Linked DNA regions of Mus musculus: region 1 is linked to region 2. The links are chromatin contacts, called in public Hi-C maps. All regions are on one chromosome and are shown on one strand. The core of a region is the stretch at or near the end of the contact, and the rest is flanking DNA. Distances in the headings are between cores, read along the strand shown.

Region 1 (6,704 bases), core at 1,968-4,467, 140 kb after region 2:
CTTTGTGCGGGTTCCTGGGAAAACTGCTCAGAGAGCGCCTGTGCCTCTTTGACCTCCCTCTAAACAGTTATAATATTCCCATCCCAGGCATGCATTATTGCTAAGAATACCAGTTTTGAAGTGTTGGAGAGAAATGGGCCTACCCAATTTGTTAATCTACACCTGAAACCCTTCCAATGCCCTTCACTTTACTTTCTGAAGATGTCTGCTTGAAGTTAGACCTCTCTCAACAGATACTTTCCAAGTAGGCTAAAGCACATCGGTCTACAATCTTCGTTCTCCCACAGAACTGCAAACGGGTTAGCTCTATAAAAGGAATGCCCAAGCCCGTGGTTAAAAGATGGGGGGGGGGGGACTTCAAGGGTCTGTTAAGATAGGTTCATGGAATGGCAGAGATAACTGGGGGAAACTGCTTTTTAATTAAACTCTTAAATGATGACTTTGAAACATTCAACATTTTTCTTTTTCACAGACTTGTTTGCTCAGTTTTGACAAATCTCTCAGATGTCCCATTTAAGAAGCCATTTTACGAGGATTATCAAACATCCCTGACCTTCCTTTCCCCACAAAACACAAGCTCCCTCTCCTGACCTTTAGAAAGGGATTATCATTTAGGAAGATAAGCTGTTGGGTCACTATTGTCTACCTTGTAACCCCTCCAATTCTCCTTCATTTTAAGCCTATCTTTTTAGGTTGCAATTAATAGTAGGCCCAGAAAAATAAAACATACGCACGTCCTACCCCACTATCTTAGGAATAGCTCTAATAAATAAGGTCGTGGAGAAATGTTGCAGGTTTAGAATCTTAGCCAAATAGAATGTGTGTACATGAGTGGGGGAAGGGGCAGAACCCGTCCATTTAAGGGACGAAGTGCTCGGACATTCATCTCTGTCCATCAGCGTTAGCGTAAACACTAAATGGCTGATTATTTTTCTCACCCTCACCACAATAAAGGCAGACCTGGAGCTGTAGTTAGGAGGTAGAGAAGATAACCAATCTCCACGTCTGTTTTGGTAACAGATACCTGAAAATGGAAAATGGGGAACGCATCCACCCTCCAATCTGCCACAGTTGTACAGCCTTCCTATTAATTCTTTATAGACGTGAAATAGGTGGGCACGTAGCAACGTGCTGGGCATAAATTAAGCAACAATGGCCACGAGAAGTCCTGTCTGCCACAGAGGTACAGGGTGGGCACTGCCACCTTGCCATCCCTACTCCCCCCCCCCCCCATACACACGCCCTAGGCAGAGTCGGGGAAGGGGGGGGGTGGCAGAGCGCTAGCTTTTGGAACCAGCCTGTGGGTGGGGTAGGGAGCTGCGAGAGATGAACAACCCGGGCCAGCTTTGTAGCTTGCCCCCATACTTTGCGTCTCGAGCACCACTCGGCGCTCGCACGCACACATTCGCCCACACCCCCTCGTGCCGATAATTTAAACTTCTCCGAGGCAAAGCCAGCACCTCGGTCCGCCACCACCTCCCCCGCCCTCGCCGCCCGGCGAGCATCCTCCCCCTTTCCCACGTCTACCCGGATTCGCTCTTTCGCAGTAGAAAGCCGGCTGTTTTCCCCTGCACCCGGAGAAATCACAAAAGTTAAAATGAAGCGTGTGCCTGTCTGCCCAGAGTCTCGTCCCCAACCATCTTTCTCCTGGCGTCAGTTTTAACAATAGCTACTCGAGGAAGGGGAGCTGCGAGGAGGGGCTGAGGGCTATACAGCCGACTCAGCTCCCTGGGTAGCTGCGATGCCTCGCGGCTGCCAGTGAGTCTCCCTTTCCCGGAAGGCGGGCTCCGCTGCGTAGGACCAAGGACAGGGCTTGGAATCCACTGCCCAGCGCCCAGCACCGCGAGGCTCCCAAGCAGCTGCCACTTCACACTCACGGCTCCAAGGATCTTATTTACGCTTTTCTGAACAAAGGGAATCTCATATCCGGTATAGGCTCAAAGATTCGGCCCCAAATTGGCAGTCTTCTTTAAAATCTGAATTACAATCATTGGAATCCGTGAATCAGAGTCCTCAATTCTGGCAATGATGAGTTTTGACAGCTTCTAACCTTACCCCAGCCCCAGCCCAGCCCCAGCCCTTAGGCTGTATGTACTTTTTCCAGGCAACTACAACTCGCTGCCTGGTGCAGCATCTAAATTCCATCTGGCAATCCCATCTCCCCGGCACACGCTATCTAGTTAATGCAATTAAGCTGAGGATTTTCCCCACTGGTCTAATCTGCAAGTAAGTCCAGGGCTTCTGATTTCCCCAGTCCTCCGATTCCTTTGCGAAAGTAGAGGCATGCATTCCCCTCCAACATTCAAGTTATCCCTCTCTTCCCACGAAATGAACTTCCAACCTCAACCCCGAAGCTCACTGAACATGTAGCCTCCCATTGTAGCCTGCTGGATCTTGACCACATTTACCACTTAAGTTTCTATCAAGTGACATTTTCGAATATTCAGTACGTTAAGCATGCGTCCACTGTCTTCTAGTCTGGCTCTCAAGAATAAAAAAAATAAAAATAAAAATAAAAAAAAGCAAAGCAGTCGCTTTGAAATGAGGCAAACATGTGCAATTAACTTCACATTCTGTATTCCGCTCACTTACAGGTTTTCTGGGTTTGCCAGCGCATCGCTGCAACTAATGATTAAAGAAACCAAACCGAAACTTACCTTTCTCCCTTAAGGTTTTTGTGTATGTGTATTTTTAAAGTAACGGTGCACTTCTCCCAATAAGGATGAGCAAGAAGCTGCTGGATAGTTCTCTTAAGACAGCACGAAACCTAAACTGTGCTCGGCTTAAAAGAAGCAAATAAAAAGAAATGCTTTCGACCCCAAAGTCCAATGCTAAAAGAAATGATGAAAAAAAATATGAAAGGGGAGGGGAAACTTAAAAAAGAGAGTTTAAAAAGACGGAGAGACTACTCCTATTGCCGTTCAACTAAACAAAAAGGTGCAAGAAAAACAAACCAAGGAACAAAGAAAAGAGACGAAAGAACGTTTTTTCAAAAAGACGATGTCTTTCTCCGTGTTGCTTTTTAGTAGGTCGCTACAGGAGTAAGCTGCTGCATCTCTAAGTGAGAACAGAAATAAGGGGGGAGGACGTCTTAAAAGGGAGGTGGACTGGACCACAGATTTATAGCACCGTATCACCAACCCCTTCTCTGCCTCCGCACTGCCGTGTGTGCAGCTGCTCTGCCAGAGTCCTATCCCGGGCAGCACGCGCGGAAGTATACGCCGAGTTGCGCCACAACGCAACATGCTCATCGCCCCAGGTTTCTGATTGGGCGAGACGCTTCTATTGAGGCCGCCCAGGCGAAGCTCTGCTAGGTGATTGGCTAGGGACTTATGTCACTCTTGAGAGCTCAATGGAGTCCCGTTTCAAGGTAAGTTGTGCCGGGAGGTACACACTTAACACTGGCGGCGAAGGGAAATGCAAGAAGCAAAAAGAGATGGGAGAGAGAGAGAGAGAGCAACGTGGGAGGGAACTGTACTATGAGAGTTTGCGATATTGCACCATCTATTTTCCTCTTAAGTCTTTCTGCTTCCAAAAGATTCGTTTTATTTGCCCTCACGGCTGCATCTTTGGCATGTTTCTTTGTAATAGTAAACTGTCCGGTATGTATGAGTCATCGAGAGCGCCTCTCTTTGATTTGAGAGGGATTTGAACGTACACCCATTACTTGTCCGCATGCCTTTTTTGGTTTGTGTTCCAGTAATCTTTACATCTGTATTAGATATTGGGTAACTGTGTGTATGTTTCTCTATTTTAATATGTCCACCTCTTTCTCTCTCTTTCTCTCTCTCTCTCTCTCTCTCTCTCTCTCTCTCTCCTTTTAGAATAAGAATGAAATAGAAATGGTTTCAACTGAATCTGTACAGTTTGAACTAGCTTTCAATGTATGTCAGGGTTAAAAGGGGGTAGCAAAAACATCGTACTTAACAAAAACAAAAAAACAGGTAATGAATTGAAATAAGGTCCTTCAGTTGGAGGTAAAAAGAGCAGCTACATATAAAATTAAAACAAGCCACTCCTTTGCATTTGCTGGCAATACAGATCTTGAACCTCACAAGGATTGCTGACAGTAAAGATAGTTCAGCCTTTACCAGGTTCTTTTGAGAATTCAAAAGTTTGATCAGTAGACCAAGTGCTGTCTATGTCTTTGCTTTATAGATGAAGATTTCTTTATTCCAACCTCATGTTTGAGTAATATTCAAGAGGCTGAAGTGCAGGTTTATTCATACTTATTTCTTCCGTTAAGTGAAAGTGAGATTACTAAATTTACCTAGATGTATTTACAATGAGAAACAATATCCACCTAACTTAGTTCATTCCCAAGGAATTTTTCAGTTTTGACAGATAGCCTCAACTTCCTAAACAGTACATATATTTCTTACATAATCTCTCTTCTCTCAAAAATTATTTTACTACTATGTTTATTTGCTACTAGTCACTGTCCTTGATAATGTAAGAGAGCAAAGGCAACGGTAGAAATTAAACATTGCAGGAAGATGGAATGTCAGAGGGAAAGAGAAAGATGGTCTGAGAGCAAGTGACTTAGAAGTGGAAAGGAAATTGGTGTTCCTTGAGCGCGTCCTTGAGTTTGATAAATGATTAATGTAAAGAACTGGGGACCTGTTTATCCCCCGTTTAACCTGTGTAACAGTATCTAAGTTATATTATTTTGCATAACAACAACTAGGGTAGGAAAAGTGGGCCTGAATCTATGTGTATAATTACCATTTAGAATTATCATTTTGGAGCTCCCACCTCCTACTTTTTATATAACAATAGCTCCTTGGGGCTTAATTTCAACTTAAAACTATTAACTAGTCTCCAGTGAAACTACAGACAAATTAAGGGAAAAAACAGCAGCTTGAAGAAAAGAAGCCAGGAGACCAAAATATAAGAAAGCCTGCATCCCTGTTTACAATAGAAATATGAATAACAGCAGACTGGGTTTCTTGTCAAATACCTTCAATTCCTCTCACCTACCACCTCTGCATGGAAAAAAATGACAAAACTACACTACTGTTTGATTTATTCATTTATGCATGAGATGAACCATATTTTCTCCTTGTGATCATGTTCACACCCTGATATTGCATTAGTTCCATACATTCATAAAATAGTAGCAGTTTGAAGGGGATTCTTACATTGGTAAAGGCACAAGTACCTTTTTATGGGTGGAAACTAATAAAGACATTACATGGAAAGTAATAAAGCTGTTCATTCGAATGCAAAAATTCCTTAATTCTGTACATTCGGTATAGATGCTTTGTCTCAGTTTGGCAGAAGAGGAAATATTTTCAAAACATTGCTATATTCAACATGTTGTCTTTTCTTTGTAGATAGCACAGATTACCTGGGAAGCTGAAAATATCTTTAAATGGTGGCTTACTCCTTAAATAATACAGATGTTAACTTTTAAAAACCTTTAAATAGATAAGCAACATTTGCTTTTCTGACTTTTAAAAATAAAATGGCAAGTGATATATGGATGCAGATCTCACTGTGAATTTCATACGCCAAACTCGAAACATTAAGGTGCACTGTGCTTCTAGCGATTAATGAAGGCTATGTGCAAACATCCCACCTAAATTAAGCACAAATTTTAATCAACACCTCTTGATTCATAGTTAAGAAAAAGAATTATCCTCAGCACCTAAACTTGCATTAGATAAACAGTCTTTTCATGATCATTCAAATTCTGATTAAGTCATGTTAGGTCTGACATTCTCTTGAAACCTCAGCAGTATTTTGACTTGAGACAGAAAGGGGCGAGAGTTTGGGGAGCTCCCAAAAGCATGGAGAAAAGTTGAGTGTTGATAAAATTGCAAAGTAGTGCTTTTCAAAGCTGAGATTTAAAGACTTCAATTGGCTATATTACTGAAGTTTACTCATAAAAGAACATGTCCCTCCCAGGAATACTTAAAGGCATTGTGGACAGTGTTGTTAAGATAAATAACTCCCTTATACAAGCCCTTCTACAGGAGGAGAAGGGGTGACTTGACCATAATTAAAGTCTCTGCAAACTACTCATAACTTTTTTTTAAAAATAGTGAATAAGGTAGCTCAGATATGTGTGAATTACTATTTAAATTGGCTTGGAAATTTTAAATAGTGTTCCTTTTAAGGGAATTGAAATGCTATTTTTCTGATTGTTTAGCTTTGGGGAGATTTTGTGTTCATCATATTGGAAATATACGATTTAAATCCTGCATACGAGGTGTTGATATTATATAACCTGCCCACTACCTTCTTTACTTTCCCTTCTGAAAGGAGTATATAAGCTTTCTTTTTACAGCTTGAAAAACAGAAAAAGTTATGGATATATTGGACACTTCTGAGAGTTTAGGTCCTGAGAGCACACAGAAGAATGAGTCAGGAATTAGTTGAGTCAGAAATTAGTACCATGGACAGAGACCAGCCTAGCGGACAGAGTAAAGTTTGCAGAGCAAGATTGGCGACGTATTTTCTGTTCCTCCCGTTGAGACTCGGTTTCAAGCTCGTTGGTGAAAGCTTTTACACCACGGATTTGAGGCAGACTCTGTCCTCCATCGAAACAGGTTTGTTTGGAATTAAGCTTCCTTTTGTTATAGCCCGGCCATTGTGACAAGCCCCAGAGTTTGAGCCTGGATGTGTGTCCTCTTCCTCTACTCCACTCCCTTCCCCCACTGCCTGGAGGAGCAACCCTTTCATCAAGGTGTTCTTGCAAA
Region 2 (7,078 bases), core at 404-2,903:
AATACCGCAGGCTGCGTTAACAAACCTCGGCACCATCTGCTGAAATATCAAGATGCTTGTTTAAGAACTTGCCTGTCAGAGGAAGCCGCAGCAGGGACGGTGGGGAAGTTTTCTTAATAATTACTTTTTACTTCTCCCTTTCTGAAAAGCAGCAGCAGGGCACTGGGCATGGTGAAGCATCCAGAGACAAACCTTCTCCAGGTATTGGTGTTGGCAAGGAAGAACCCAGACAGCCTTTGTCATCAACGTGTGAAAGATAGGGTCAAGACTGTGACCCGCAGCTGGGTGCAGTGGCTCAGGCCCATATTCTTAGATTTGGGAGGCTGAGCTACACAGCTTATTCAAGACCAGCCTGGGTTGCAAGACACAGTGAAACTCTGTGTCGAAACAAAACAAAAGAAGATGGGGCATGCTCTTTTTTTTTTTTTTTTTTTTTTTGTTGATTTTATCAAGTCTCCCAGAAAGTCACTTTCTGTTTATAATTAGTTGGTAACAGAGACAGTAAGTGTGCTACTTAGGGACACTATCAGACACATGTGATTTTTATCCTAGTCTAACAATCCTCCAAAAACTTGAGACTGGGTGTGGAACCCCTCTCATAGACCAAATTCTTTACTTCCAGACAAGTAGACAGCCTCAGGTTTGTAGGCAATGCTTAGGCCCACAATAAAGCTCCAAGCAAAGGAAAGCCTTACATCTTATAATGTCACTGTTTACTGAACTCAACACAGCCTCCAATGGTTAGGACGAAGACAATGGTAGTCATAGGGCTACCATTTTATTTTACTTTATTTTATTCCTTCAGCAAAGAGATTTGTTCATTTTCTTCTTTGGGTGGTAAGGGAAACAATAGTAATAAGAGAAATAGCAGCAAGCATGTTTTTCAATTGTTTAAAAAATTATATATGTATGGGTGTTTTGCTCGCATGTATGTCTATGAACCATGTCTATACCTGGTGCTTGGGGAGGCCAAAAGATGGCACTGGATCCCCTGGGACTGGAGTTAAGAGATGGTAGTGAGCCACCATGTGTATGCTAGGAATCAAACCCAAGTCCTCTGGAAGAGCAGCCAGTACTCTTATCTGCTATGCTGTATTTCAGCCCAACAGCTAACATCTTTCGAACATGTACCTAGTATCAGGAATTATGCTGATAGTTTCATCAATACTTTGAGGTAGGTATCATTCTTAAAGGAGAAAAAAATGAATGCCTATAGAAATTATAAACTTTAACCAAATAACTCATGGGTTAGACAAGATGGGTAGAGCAGAGATGAGGCTAGGATGCTATATTCCACAGATCGATTGCCTTTGTGGCTATGGTCCTGGAGGACAAACGGACAACTTAAGGATAGGAATAATAGAGAAGTAAGATGGGAGATACAAGAGCCCCAATATCATGCTTCATGGAGACAACACGAGGAGAGGATCTCCTAGAGACTACATGATACTACTGACTTCAGACACAGGAGCCTGGAGGCATGGACTGCCAGGCACCACGACTTTAGTGAGAGTGATGGGGGAGGCAGGCAAACCTGAAGAGGGCCACGTACACAGTGAATCTCATGATGCTCATGACCCACAGAGGGCAACTCTACACCCTTCTGAGAACCTGCCAGGCATCCCTGGCATTTACAGACATTACTTATACCCCAAAGAACACACAGGACTACCTCCTGGGCTCAGCAGTCCAAGTACAGTATGCACCTGGGTGAGCACACATGTAGGAAAACCTTTCCTACATTCAAGTGCAAAACATAACAAGGGCAGACTGTTAATTAAGAAAAAAACAACTCTTCCTTCACTCCAGGTTGATTTCAAAGTCATTTCCCAGAATTCAAAGTTGCTTGGATCCTGATTTCCATTTACCAGGAGCCTGGTCATTTTTCATCATTACGTAGAGAGGTGGCTCCGAGCTTAGCCCTACCATCTGTCCTCCCTCACAAGCCTGAGGGATTCACAGCAGGGCAGGAGAGTTTGCCAACTCTCTCCAGCCGGCTCTAGGGCAGAGTTGACAAATCACTTCCCAAGGCTGGGGTAGACCAGACAGGAAGAACAGTCCCCTACATAACTAGACAGAATCAGAAATTCAAGAACAACAGGTCACCGCAAAAGCAAGGTCACCCTCTAGAAAGAAAAGAGCATCCCTGAAGCAATAAGGCCATGGAATTCAAACCTGATCCAACCTTTAGACTCCAAAGGTCTCCAGAAAAAAAAGGGGGGGGGGGCTAGAAACTCCCCAGGGCTAACTGTAACCTCCTGCTCCGTACAACCAAAGATTAACGATACAACCATGAAGCTGCAACACAAGCCAGCAGATCCTTTATAATAAGCACAGACTACCCACCCATCCATCTCCTGGGAAGAATATTTAACTTCAGAACAGGCAGGGCCTTAACATATTTATACTTCTAACAATTAAGCTTCGAAGCCATGGATTTTGATTATCATCAGACTCCAGCTATTTGTAGGTGGTTCTCAGTCAGCACATAGCTCCCTGCTGTCCATGCTGAAAGGGTGAGTGGGTAAGAAAGCAGAAGGAAACATGGCCGGCTGCTGTATCCACAGCGCTTGTAATGAAACAATATCATCTTCAGATAAGCTAATTGGTCTCCTTTCCAGCTTCTTTCAAACAATTTTGACAAACTGTTTGGTCAGAGATAAGAAAGCACACCATGCTGGAAGAAACAAGAGACAACACAATCAAGTGTGACCACCTTAGGCCCTGCCACTCACCACCTTTGTACATCTAGCAAACCCTGCAGCCCAAGCCTCATTCGGCTCACCTCCATATCACCAGTAAGTACTCCATTAGCCACTTGACCTATTTCACATGGCATTCAGGGCTCTCATTCGCTCATTCCCTCCCTTCTCTGACAGGTTCTCTCTATAGCTCAGGTTTGTCTCTACTCCCAGTTCTCTTGTCTTCCAAGTGCTAGCACTGCACGTATGCATCACTGTGCCAAGTCTCTGCATTTTCGTGTTGAGAATGGTTTGGGCAGCTTATGTTTAAAGCCCAAATTTCAAATACAGCTCTTTAAGTAAGTGACCTCCTTGTTTCCTAAGCAGTAGAGAGCAGAATGCCAATACCTTGTTTTGTAGAACTCTTCGGTGCTTTATACAGGCCTAAGATAAAAGAAGGTTGTAGTAGCTTGACTGTGATTTAGTGGATGGTCACATAACTAAGAGAATATAGGCAACAAAAACTGGACTTAGATTGAGTTTCTAAAAAATGAAGACACGATGGCCTGGGAGGAGATGGGGGTAAATATGATCAAAATAGAATTATAAAAATTTCTAAGAATTAATACATTAAAACAAGAGGATCTTCAGTGAAGAACTGGCTTTCTTTTAGCCTTTACAACTAACACCCCCAGAATAATCTAGTGGCCTTTTGACAAACACCTTATCTGATAGTAGGTTGCAAACATACACACTCATACAAGCACCCCCCCCCCACACACACACCTAAAATGAACAAAACAATCCAGGAATTCCTGGGACATGCTTTTCAGAAAATATTCTTATAACTTTAACTTGACTACTGTCCTAAAGAAAAGACACTTATATAAGCTGAAACAAAATACATTTATTAGGAATAAAAAACAAAGCAAAACAAAACAAAAAACTCAAAACAAAACATGCCTGTCACATCTTAGCAGATACTCTGTACATCTCTGAATGACTAACTTTTTCTTAAGGGCTTATCTGAAAATTGAAGGCAAAATGCCCTTTCTCATGTACCCAAGTTTCTTCAAAGAACAAACATGGTTAATATTGTGCCCACTACAAATAGAGAAGAGGTTTTCTGTTGTTCTGTTTTCCATTAAACACATCATTTATACAGTGCCAACACAAAAGAGAAATAATGGTTTTAGTGTTTTATTGGGGGGGGGCATTGGAAAAAAACCAATGTTAATCTTCCAGTTCCTCTGTTGTTTAATTTTTTTCCCAATACAAATAAAAAATATATTTTAACCTAAATAATTCTCATGTTGACATGAACACATGTCAGTCCCCATTAAATATCCATCCAGAAGCCATACCCTACAATCTTACAAGGAAACAGGAGTGATGTCAGGGAGCCTGTACTTCTAACAGAGTTGATCAGCACACTGGTCAAGAGCCTCAAAGGTAGCTACACTCTCACTGGGTGGACACATGAAAACACCTAAAGGTAAAGCAGTAGGCAGCCAAGCCAGCTGCCAAGAACTGTTCTAAAGCAATTTAAAAAGGGAAAGGAAGATGGCTGTGTCAGCTCCTGAGTTCTGGTCTGTGTTTGCTCTTCATTGTTTGGCAGGGGGAGGGATGAGAAGTTATCTGAGTTTCTTCTTGGAATCAAGTGGCATCTTAGAAAAGCTGAGATGTGCAATTTTTTTCTTTTTGATAGATGAAATAAGCAAAGACTCTGGTCAACCCATTAAACAGCTTGTTGGAAACTGTTGCCCTGTCCTATTCAATCTTCCTATAGATCAGCTCTTCCTCTAATGACTATAGACACTTTTCATCACCCTAGTCTTTGTAAGCTTCCCAAGCCCCATCCTTAGACCTTCATGAAAGGATCTAGATCTGGCCATAAAGATCTTACTCTCATTGAACTCAGCCCTTGCAATGATAGTTGGAATACCCTGGCTCTGGAGGCACCCCAGCCAGTGCTACAAAACGTCTAGAGGAAGACTATCTCCCAGCATGTGTATTCTTCCCAAACCTCAAAGCCATTACATGGGTCCAGGGCTCTTTATTCTAGCAAGTTCTGCGTCAGCCTTAAGTACATTCAAGCTTGAGAGCCACCACAGTCTTTTGAGTATTTCTCAAATTTTTGTGAGCACAGACCACCTAAAATCTTTGGGGAAGTAGATATTTCCATACACAGTTGTGGGCCTGTCAAAGTACGTAAGTTTTAATAAGTTCTTGTGTGGCCTGAATGCTGGTGATCCACAGATAATATTTAGGGTAACAGGACCTTAGGGAACAGAAACTAGTGCTTTTATTCTGTATACTATTATAGCTATTAGAAATCGGATTTGGGAACTAAGTTCACATGATGCTGAAGCCCCTGAGGCAGTGGTGATAAGTAATCAAATGCTGTCCCCAAATACTGTATAGTTCATTTTAGAAAACACCCTTATCCATGCACGGGTGTGCACTTCAACTTAGATAGTGGGGACTAATGGGTCCTTTACTAATTTATTTAAGCTGTTATCACACTACAACTAAATCTCAATATTCAAAATGACTAATATGCATCTTTCAAGTCTAACATTTTTGATGCATAAGCATATTTTTTTGTTTCAAGACATTTTTAGAGCCTGAAGTAATAAGAAATCCATCAAGATGGGGCTAGAGAGATGGCTAATAGATAAAGTGCAAAGCCATAGGAGCACCCACAAACAAGTTGGGTAGGCAAGCTCTTTGATTTGCAAGAGACACTGCCTCAGAAAACAATGTGAGGAGTAACAGGGGAAATCTGTACCATCAGCCTCTTGGCTCTAGATGCATGCATACACATATGTATGCACTCAGTTGCAAGCATGCATATATACACCATAAGCATATATGTAGCCACCCATATGCAGATCATATCACTACACTTATTATCACTCAGAAGGAATAAGGGAAGAATATACTGCACACTGATGAAACTTTTATGTAGATAATTTTAAATATGAATACTGTAAGAGACTATGATAACATTTAGGTATAGTCAGTAAAAAAAATTTTCAGGAAAGAAAACTTCATTAAAATAGCTAGATGAAATTTCCATTCACTAGTGTTAATACCTCCCAATTATATTAAAGGTATTATTGGAGAGAGGATGATTAAAGAACTACTCCACCTGACTCAGTAACTCGGCTGATCAAAAAGATTGTCATCTGGTCAATCAACTGCCATTTGAAAGGCTGGTCTAAAAATACCTACATTTAAGTGTCTAAAAAAATCTGATAACTTTGAATTGACTTGGGGTAGCTAGCAGGAAACAAGAATTTAGTATTCTCCCAAGATTCTCACTTGGAATACAATCACCAAAACTTTTCAAAATTCCCTCATTGCTACCTTCACACCAAAAGGCTGGTCTACCTTGATTCTCCTCTATGAACATGCTACTAAACTAGCTCTGTACCTGACAGCCGTTTCTACCAGCTTGCAATCTAAAGCTGAGTTCTTCAAGGTACTGTAGTCAGCAGTAAGAAAGATATACAGTATATGAAGATCATCAAATGGCTGAAGTACAGAATTTATGCAGGTGACTGGCCAGTCATCAACTCTAAGGGGGTCATGCAAACTTCCCTGCTTCACAGTGGACCATGAGAGCCAAGGGAGTAAATGGAGAGATTAAGAGAATAGTATGAATCCTAAAGCATTATGACTATGAAGTAGGTAGACACTCTTCCTTCCATATGAATAAAGACAAGCATGAAGACACTATTCAAGTAGCCAACAATCGCTCCACTTGAGCTGCTGTTCTTATAGTGTCAGGAATTAAATTGGAGCCAAGATTCTCTAGTAAGCTACTTGAGAAAAGGCAAATTAATGGGCACCAGGCTGTATGAAAATCTTTTTCATGGTTGCATACACAGGCTACCTCATGAAAGCCCCAACAAGTCAAGAAGTGAACACAAAAGGAAATACTCCCTGAAAGAACAAAATAACGTTTTGATGAACCACATCCAGGTTTGCTTGGAAAGGATGCAAACAGAAACTTATGGAGACATAGAGCAGTCCCAGCCATCTTGGCTTCCACATACCAGCAAGGTGTTGACTCGACTCTGATCAACACAGCATGTTCATGATCCCGTCGCACACTCAATTTGGCTTAGGATCACCCAATCAAATTTGCTAACACAGTAGACTCCAGAAGAATTGCCCATTAAAAACAATCCAAATACAGACTCTAAATGTGCATAAGGCCTTTGTGCTCTCCACTGGAGCTTATAGTATCTAACAGCTGCAACTGTGACTATTCTAGCTAATTGCTCTCAGCAACAAAAATAAACAATCGCTCCAGGAAGAAGACTGTGCCCGCCAAATATTAATGAATTTTTTAACAGTCAGAAATTTCAAATTTAGTTTAGAAGCTT

What was found. A called contact is a pair of places that touch in the nucleus more often than the background predicts.
Region 1: a Hi-C map of cerebellum shows a contact between it and region 2, with 2.8 times the contacts expected there. The contact joins the promoter of Elavl2 here to the enhancer-like site in region 2. A contact is called at or near these places in 12 of 484 Hi-C or Micro-C datasets (cerebellar granule neurons, cerebellum, cerebral cortex and 5 more), 2 of 115 datasets of contacts at active chromatin or transcription factors (PVALB interneurons and embryonic forebrain) and 1 of 9 other capture datasets (adipose tissue).

Annotation. Positions count from the first base shown.
Region 1 is chr4:91,373,279-91,379,982 of GRCm38.p6, forward strand. Elavl2 (ELAV like RNA binding protein 1) reads right to left here and starts at 3,218. Exons shown (of 8, transcript NM_001347149.2): 1 at 2,658-3,218. Mir6402 (microRNA 6402) reads right to left here and starts at 85; the gene lies at 6-85.
Region 2 is chr4:91,237,313-91,244,390 of GRCm38.p6, forward strand. It overlaps a transcript of Elavl2 not described here. Among named protein-coding and RNA genes, the nearest start is that of Mir6402, 130 kb to the right of the region's middle. Within about 2 kb of position 1,654, at least 25 of the 459 cell types and tissues checked have an H3K27ac peak or open chromatin away from gene starts, as enhancers often do. A contact at or near this core is called in cerebellar granule neurons and cerebellum, where this site is marked.